Regions from separate parts of the Mus musculus genome. Here region 2 is linked to region 1. The links are chromatin contacts, called in public Hi-C maps. All regions are on one chromosome and are shown on one strand. Each heading gives the region's core, a stretch centred on a gene start, on an enhancer-like site or on the middle of the called end of the contact. The rest is flanking DNA. Distances are from core to core; before and after follow the strand shown. Region 1 overlaps Mcu (mitochondrial calcium uniporter). Region 2 overlaps Micu1 (mitochondrial calcium uptake 1).

Region 1 (4,790 bases), core at 466-2,965:
GCTTTGGTAACACAGCAGTTAAAATGCACCAGCCCCCCCCCCAGGTTGCTTTATTTTTTCACTTCATCAGGATGTGCGTCTGGTTGTTCCTCTCACTAGTTGTTTAGTTCCTTACATATGTGCACATCAAGCCAGAGGTTACCCTGAGTAGTGCAGCTGTCTAGCCTTGAACCAACTTAGCGCAGAACTAGGCAAGGCCTTGAGACTGGTGGTGTCTAACCTGAAGCCAGCAGTTCTACAGGAAAGTGTGAAGGGAGTTCTCATCTATAAAAAAAGAAACAGTAACTCAATTGACGTGAGGTTTGCAGAATGCACTTTAAGCATAATCAATATCTACCTTAAGTACTTCATTAAATAGTTTGATTGAAGTCACCGAGTTGCACATCCATCCTCCATGCTGGCTAGAGACGTCATCATGGAGACTGCTTTCAAGATGGATCTTATCACTTGGTAGAGGTATGCTGTGTGCTTACCTCTAGAAAGCAGGTTTCTAGTCTGCTTTCTTTTGTGGGAAAAGTCCAAGAGTGGAATGCCCAAGTTAAACCTTACAGGATAGAGATGGGGAAGGGATTGTTGTAAATCATTAATATAGAGCAGACACGGTTTATTTTTTCTCCAAAGAAAAGAGAAAGCAGGGAGTTTTCCAGGCAAAGCATACAGATAGGGGGTGGTAGGGAATGGCCTGCACCCCTAAAAGGATGCCTGCAGGAAGGGCCTTCCATGCTGACCTCCAAAGGCTAGGAGTGTGACTGGGCAAAATATTCACCTGCATCTGCCCTCTCTCCTTTCCTTCTTAGAAAATCTTTTACCGTGTCCTCAACTCTTCAGTTTTCAACCACAGATTAAGGAAAGGCTCATTAGAAAGTCTGAGGCCATAGGCGTTAAAGAAATTATCAACCCCCCAAAGTCAATATCCAATTACTATACCATTTTGGCTGTTCCACACAATTAACCCTGCTGCAGAGTCCAAGGGAGGCCAGGGGAAGACCCACGCTGCTGGGTGCTATGGCTTCTGGCTTAGTCCTTCCTATTGTGGGGAGACCCACACTGCTGGGTGCTGTGGCTTCTGGCTTAGTCCTTCCTGTTGTGGGAGACCCACACTGCTGGGTGCTGTGGCTTCTGGGTTAACCCACTGTGCTGTACTGCAGGGGTGGGTAGCCCCAGGCCTGGATCTAGGAGGTGTCAGCATTCCAAATAGACTTTATTCTACTTTGCCTTGAGACCCAAAGCGAATGACAGGCAGAGAGGGGCAAGATTTGATCAGAGGCAAAGGGGAGCATGAAGGATTTTGCTTTCTTAGTTTTCATTTTTCAGCTCCTATCCAAGTAATAACCGCCCCATTGGGAGGATGCGGCTCAGTTTTATTAGATCTCCTTGAAAAGTGTCCCTCAGTGCAGATAGCAACTGCCGGGTTTAAAGCTAACTAACGTGAATGTGATTCATTAACTTTAAAATCGAGCTCCGGGGTAGTCACGTCTGATTTTCCTGAATTTTGTTGAGAGCAAATGGAATCTTTTCAGTGGACTGCATTTAGCTGTAGGAGAGAGGTTGAAGAATTGGCAATGGGCTTGCTGGAAAGTCCCACAAAGCAGTTGTCTGTAGGGATTAAATCTCTGACTGTCCTTGTCTGTCAGGAAAAGCCCTCTGGGTTGTGGGCAGCTCCCAGCAATGCTAATGTGCTGCTGTCCAGGGAGGCGGAGCAGCAGCCTGCTAGGTTCAGAGCAGCGGTGGCGGCGGCGGCGGGGAAAGCCTGGCCGTAGGTGTGCGTGGGCGAGAGCTGGGCGCGCTCCGCCTGAAGTGTGCAGAACAGCAGCCATATCTTGCCACGGGGATCCCTCCCCCCAAGAGCAATTCGGGTAATTCCTAAATGCTAATGCATTTCAGCACCAGAGTGGCCCGTGCTCTTGTTGCAGAGAGGAGCAGGAAAGCATGAAGAGAATGATTTAAAACGCCAATCAGTTTCTGGAGAACGTAGCTTTTACTCCCTTGATGAAGCTGTTCAAGAAGGACCTTGCTGTTGCCAAATGAGTTTGCGATTCTAGGATGCACAGGCAGGGGTGGCCCTTGTTCTCCCTCACCTAGAGTTCTCCTGCCCCTAGCTCAGTGGTTCAGGACCTTCCTCGTCCCGTGACCCCTTAATAAAGTTCCTCATGTTGTGCTGACCCCCAGCCACAACACTATTTTTGTTGCTACTCCATAACTGTAATCTTGGATAATAGAGGGTTTTGTCAGAGGGATCGCGACCCCCAGGTTGAGAACCACTGTTGTAGCTGCTAGGCATGCAGCTGCCCTTGCGTGATCCAGCAGGAGAATCTCCTCAGCTCCCTCACACAGTGAGCGGAACGCCTGGTGGTGGCCGCCTCTCCAGACAACCCTGCCTGCGCTGCTGCCAGTCAGGGCTTTCCTCATAACCTTGGTGCTTCTGCGGCAAGGTTAGTGGTTGAGCTTACCACACTTGTCATCTCTGCCTTCACACACCATCCTGATTCCTCCCCAGCCACCCCTCCCACTGGGGTCCCGTAAAGTTGCAGGTGGTATGCAGAGACTGAGGGTGACATTTTAAAAACACACCAGAGTTTTGTTTTTGTTTTTATTTTAAATGGTCATAATAGAAACCCCAGTGTCTAAAAACATTCTGTGACCGTCACATTTAGTGGCAGCTTAGAGGAAACTGAATATGAAAGAGCCAGAGGTACTCTAGGGAGGCACGCTTGCTCAGTAGCTATTTATCTGGGGTTGAGATGAGCTGCTTTTATGTGTTGGTATGTAGTCAAGAATTGCGTTTTCTTTCTCACTTTGAGTGTCTATGTAAATTCTCCAAGTGGAAATGAAGCTCCATTTATCTCCGAGTGTCCCCGGGCCAGGCTTCTGTAAGACCTCACAAGGCTGCGGGTTTTCATCTTATTTTAATTTGCAAGAAAAGCACTATAATGCATGTGTAGCCATTTATTTTAATCTAGTGTCAGTTGTCGGTGTAATCATGGAAATGAATGAAGGGATCCCTGAGACAAAGGAGGTTTTTATAGAAATCAAAGGAGCGTTGCTCAGCAACTCTTAATTAATAGTTGTTTACTGACTGTGTATTCCAGGGACATGTCGAGCAATTTAGGGATCCTGAAGAAAATAGCCACTTCCTCCACTCCAAGCCGCTTCTCTCCAGTTTGAGAGGAGAGTTACAAGACTCAAGGAAGGCAGTTTACTACAGTGAACACACAAGATGACAGATCGCCAGTGTGGTAGCACATACCTTAAATCCCAGCCCTCAGAAGACAGAGGCAGGCAGCTCTCTGAGTTCGAGGCCAGTCTGGCCTACGTAGTGAGTTCCAGAGAGCCAGAGCTACATAGTGAGACCCTGTCTTAAAAAATAAAATAAAATAAAATAAAATAAAATAAAGACACTTTAGTAGACTGATCTGTTGAGAGATCATTTCAGTAGGTATGAATTGCAGAGTCAGAGGCAACACCAGTTTGTAGTCCCGGCTGGCTGTGGGGTTTTGGCAGGGTTGGTTCAATAGCTGGGCTGCTGTGGACTGCACTGGAATGTTAGGGAGTAGCCAGCCATTGTTTACTCTCCTCCCAATGAGTCACATCGTGGGAAGAGCTGTGCTTAGAATCAGATGTGTCTGATTTCAGTCACGGGCTGCTCTCTGCCCTGTGCCCGCCCTGGGTGTCAGTGTTTATAGAAAGGGTAAGGATGATAGTTACAGGTCACAGGAGGGTTGGGATTAAATTATGCAGAAGCACGCACATACAGTGTCCCCAGCTTTCCGACTAAGTGCAGCCTTCCTGAAGACATGATGCGTGGGCAGAGACGTCTGCAGCGTTAGTTGTCTCCTTGCTACCTGCTTTCGTCCACACCAGTAAGCTCAGGTTTCCCTACCTTCTTTTAGAAGTCACCATGGACTGGACCTCACATGGCCAAACGCAAGGACATGCGTATGTAGGAAGGGAGGGATTGTTCAAGGGACGTATTCTTAAGCATTCAATAAACTTTTCCCAAGTTTAACACTATAAACGACCTTTATATCAAGTTGAAGAAAATATAAATTGAAAGACAATTATGCTGAGTTTGCACCTTGTGGCACAGAATGTGTGCCTGTTTTGGGCCTGGCTGGGGTGCGATGGGGAAAGGCCATCTATTCTTTTTTTTTTCTTTTTTTTAAGATTTATTTATTTATCTTATGTGTATGAGTACACTGTAGCTGTCTCCAGACACACCAGAAGAGGGCATTGCATCCCATTACAGATGGTTGTGAGCCACCATGTGGGTGCTGAGAATTGAACTCAGGACCTCTGGAAGAACAGTCAGTGTTCTTAACTGCTGAGCCATCTCTCCAGCCCCAGAAAAAAAGCCTTCTTTAGCCTCTCCAGCCCACAGTAATCTTTCCTTACTGAAAATTTCATTTCTCTTGGTTGTATAAATTTGACTGAACTGACCCCCCCCACACACACACTTCAGTATTGTTACAATTCAAGGTATATCTTTTTATACATGTATCCTGACTTGCTCAATAGATCATGGCCACTTAGCAATCACTGACCTTGTGGTTTTAAAAGATGTTTTTATTATTATTATTATTATTATTATTATTTGAGTATTTTATACCACATCCATGCCCAATGCTAAAGGAGGTGTTTTGCTTCCATGTGGGTACTGGGAATTGAACCTGGGTCCTTTGCAAGAATAAGTGCTCTTGACTACTGGGCCAACTCTCCCCAATACTTTGAACTTGTGTTTTAATCTTCTATTTACTTGATGGTTCATCAGTGATACTTTGTACATAATAGGC
Region 2 (4,362 bases), core at 294-2,793, 190 kb before region 1:
CAACTTCACAGCCCGCATCCCAGAGGCGAACTCTGCTTTCCTAATCTTTTAATTTGGGGTGCGTGTCTCATCGTGTCCCTCATTCCGAGGAACACAGAGGAGTTCTGCAAAGTCCTTTTAGCACATGCTGCTGTTAGTCTTCCTCTGTGACACCTAGAGACCATTCTGGAAGTAGACACTGGCCCTTCCACCTGGCTTCCACAAGAAAGAGGCTTGAACAAATCACTGTCCGCTCCAGCTGAAACAGCTGAGCATGGCAGACCTTCAGGTCGCTGCTGAGAAAAGATGTCTGACAGTGAGAGCCACAAAAACTGGGGGCTCTTCACGGCCTCAGCCGAGAACAAATTCAACATCCAACAGAGTGACTAAGGCACTTTCTAAAAATGACCTGATTAAATCCATGCTGGCCGGCCATGAGAGTCATCTGAAAGATGACCAATAGTTTAGGTTCTAAGGAAGCAAGACATATTTGAAACATTCTTTTTACATTTTTATTACATGCTTAAGTGTGTGTGTGTGAGTATGCATGTGTGTGTGTGTGTGTGTGTGTGTGTGTGTACATGCACAGATGCCATGGCATATGTGTGGAGGCCAGAGGAAAACTGACAGAAGTCAGTTCTCTTCTATCCCCAGGTATATCCCAGATATTGAACTTGGGCTGTTAGGCTTGGTGGCAAGGGCCTTTAACAGCTAAGCCATCTTGCCGGCTCCTTGAAACATTTTAAAACGGCATTTCTAAAATGCTACCTAACGAAGTACAAACAAATTCTAAATGGGCGCGAGGGAGTCATGGAGGGCTCCATGGTACTTTACAAACACAAGGATCTTATCAGCTCCCAGAGTCCATGTTGATTTGTAAGCCTCGCAGACTGGTGCGTGCCTTTCATAGTAGCACTTGGGCGATAGAAGCCAGCCTGGTCTGCATAGTAAGTTCCAGGACAGCCAGGATTACACAGTGAAACCCTGTCTCAAAACAATAACTAAAACCCAACAAAATAAATCAGGACAGGCAGATAGATCACTGGGCAGCTTTGACAAACTTTGGGCCAGGGATACCCCGTCTCAAAAACAAAACAAGAACAACAAAACCCCACAACAATAACAACAAAAAATCCACAGCCAGATGGTAGATGGTGCCTAGAGAACATGGCCAAGACCGAGGCTGGCCTCTGGCCTCCACATGCAGACATCGACACAGCAACAAAGACTAGAAGTGGCAGAGGCGCTCAGTCAGCTTTTATCTCTCTTCACTGTCAGCCTCAGATCAGCTCAAAATTCTGATGGAAGGGCAGAAAGTCAGGGACAGCCCCAAACCTTAGGCTCTTTTTAGACAGTTCTATCAAGAGAATTAATGGAGAATGATTTTTTTTTCCCTCTCAGCAATGACCTGGAGGCCACAACTGGTCCTTCCTCCTTCTCTCTCTCCACAGGAAGGCAGAGCCCTTACTTAACCTTTGGTAAGGAATGCACTGAGTTAGTCACCTCTCCCTCTGTGCATGCATGGTGTCCACCCTGCATAGCACACTGCTCTGTAATTTAAATGACCCTGGACTTGGCATGCATCTACCCAGGGCAATGTATTTACCCAGAGACCTGCTTCCTGACTCAGCTCTGAGTTCCTCCAAATGTTTTTCCCCCTTTTGTAGACACACAGTTGGGCACAGCTAGGCATAGACTATTTAACTATTTATTTCCACAAGAGAAACATCTGTGTAGTATTAATTACACAGGTCCTTACTCCTAATATTTATGTATGTTAACAACCTCTAATTTACTAAAATAACTGTGTTTGGCTATCGGGACTCATGTCAGATCCAGTCACTGGCCTGTTACTGACTCTTCCCTGAGACTGAGGGAGGATCCCAGGCCAGGCTCACTGTCAACGCAGGAACTTTATCTGCTGTCCATATAGACAGAATGGGGACACATTTACTTTCTGTGACTTAAGCTTCAGAAACACAATTCCAGCAGCCTCCCCTCCCCCATCCCAGAGCTCATCTCCCATTTCTGCACATATGCTAATAAAATCCAAAGGAGGCCAACCCTTATCTTTTCCTCCTACCATATAACTTCTTACTCTTTCCTTTTCTGGTTCATTTTTAAATGACCATTTCCCAGATGTGCGCATGTGTAGATATGAATAGCTTTGCTTCTGACAACAGCAACAAAGAGCACAAAGAGCACACACAGTGGAGGGACTGTGGTCATCACCAGAAGGAAAGGGCCCTAGGGGATTCTCAAGGTGACAAAGAGGAGTAGAGCCAGCGCACAAGCTGAAGAGCTGCTCTGGCAAGACCGGGAGACTAGATCAGGCACTCAGAGATCTTCCTGATTGAGTGTGGCTGATCTCAATCGGGAAGATCTCTGAGTGCCAAACTGAAGAGTTTTTATCACATACACACACACACATACACACACACACACACACACACACACACACACACACACACACACACACAGAGAGAGAGAGAGAGAGAGAGAGAAATTTTTTCTTTGAAAAAAAAATCTCTTGTAATAAGAAAGCATGGCCTGAGAGAAGCAGCCCTGGAGAACGATGGGGGTTGGGGGATGGTAGAACGAGGGCTCAGAGGGTAGAGGACACAGAGCAAGCCTGACAGAACCCACCTTCAAAAAGCCAGACGTGGTGGTGTACACCTGAAATCCCAGAGCTCCTCCTTCAGAACAGGAGGTGCAGGCAAAAGAACCCTTGGTTTCAGCAGAAGATTGAATTTAATTTTAAGGTCCACTCTTTGAAATGAACTCATTTTTCCTATATGTAGATGACATACGTATGTTAATAACCTGCCATTTTATTTTCTTTCCTCCACTAATCTATTTTTCATTCCAATGAGCCCAACTGAAGACCTTGGAGAAGCTAAAGGAATAATAGTTTTCCTTCCCCACCCATTTTATAAGTAGCCAGCTGAAAACACTGAGTTGTGTGTATGGCTCAGCAGCAGCATTAAGCCCCCAAGTCCACAAGCATGATCAGGGTTCTGGTACACAGTCTACCAAGAGAGCTGAAGTGCCTTAGTCTCACAGAACGCCTGTCACTGTTGAGATGGGATTTCACTACATTGCCCAGGCTGGCCTCAAGCTCCTGGACTGAAGCAATGCTCTTGCCTCAAGCTTTCTGAGTAGCTGGAACCAGAGTCACTAGTACACCAGACGAGCAGAGCATCTTGAAGGCAAATCCGAGTTAACAGGAGGGCAGTCTCCAGAGAATGATTACAAAAGGCAAACTGTAAAAGGAATTACAGGTGAGGGAAAAGAAACTCTCTTTCTAGATCTTTTCTTTTTATTGGAACTCTAAAATATTACTATATAGACACATATTCTGTTATATTTTAAAATTTTAAAAAAAAATCCTTCTCTGGTCTGGCAAGATGGCACACCAAGTGTCTGTGTGTAAAACCTTGACCTGAGTTTGCTCCTCAGATCCCATACAGGACAGAGAACCACCTCCCCAAAGCTGTCCTCTGACCTCCATAGGCACGATGTGGCACTAGCCTGCACACATTACTGACTTAATAAATAAAATGAAAAAGACGTATGTCCTCACTTGAGCCCATACCCGACAGTTACTGCCTCACCACTCTGTGCTTACTCAGTGGCATCTTTCCTCAGTGGTCTCTCCTCAGATTCCAGCCTCTGTGTAACTCACCACAGTGAGATTTTCAGCCCGGCTGATCCACCCGACGCCACTCTTACTGTTATCACAATTGATATGACATTCTTATCAGGGTAGTCTTCATATTGTCAAACCCTAGCTAATGTCTGTCCTGATCCTGCTTGATTTTAAGAAGCCCTTGAAAATATAATTACTCCTTTACCCTCAACATAGTCAGACACCACTCTGGGTCATGGTCTGCATCTGTGAATGGATGCTCAGATTGTTTAATCCCAGCACGTGGGAAGCACAGGCTGGTGGATCTCAAGGAGTTCACGGTAAGCCTGGTCTACATACATATCAAGTTCTAGACTAGTCAGGACTACATAGTGAAATTATCTATCTCATTACTTACATAGACAGACAGACAGACAGACAGACAGACACACACACACACACACAAGCTCAATGATACCTTAGATTATGTAACTGTAACTCTACAGTGTTCATGAACCACTTCAGAATGCATCCTCACAAATAAGTGATGACTGTCCATGCATGCTATAACATCACATTCTCCTCATTCTGTTGATAAGTTGTGGGAATCTTTCTAGAATAAGATCTTCAATACCAGATGGAGAGGGAAAGAAGCGATGTCACTGGTGGACACCAGCGAGAGTGGAAGAGAGACGTCACCAGGGCACTGAAGCCAGGATGGTTCCCGAAAGCCTTCCCTCAGGTCCAGCTGCAGT

What was found. A called contact is a pair of places that touch in the nucleus more often than the background predicts.
Region 2: a Hi-C map of pancreatic cancer cells shows a contact between it and region 1, with 3 times the contacts expected there. The contact joins two enhancer-like sites. A contact is called at or near these places in 2 of 484 Hi-C or Micro-C datasets (hematopoietic stem and progenitor cells and pancreatic cancer cells), 2 of 115 datasets of contacts at active chromatin or transcription factors (embryonic stem cells and pancreatic cancer cells) and 1 of 9 other capture datasets (liver).

Annotation. Positions count from the first base shown.
Region 1 is chr10:59,536,561-59,541,350 of GRCm38.p6, reverse strand. All of the region lies in intron 1 of Mcu (mitochondrial calcium uniporter), which reads left to right. Among named protein-coding and RNA genes, the nearest start is that of Gm40671, 37 kb to the left of the region's middle. Within about 2 kb of position 1,715, at least 171 of the 459 cell types and tissues checked have an H3K27ac peak or open chromatin away from gene starts, as enhancers often do. A contact at or near this core is called in pancreatic cancer cells, where this site is marked.
Region 2 is chr10:59,721,987-59,726,348 of GRCm38.p6, reverse strand. All of the region lies in intron 1 of Micu1 (mitochondrial calcium uptake 1), which reads right to left. Among named protein-coding and RNA genes, the nearest start is that of Micu1, 22 kb to the right of the region's middle. Within about 2 kb of position 1,543, at least 49 of the 459 cell types and tissues checked have an H3K27ac peak or open chromatin away from gene starts, as enhancers often do. A contact at or near this core is called in pancreatic cancer cells, where this site is marked.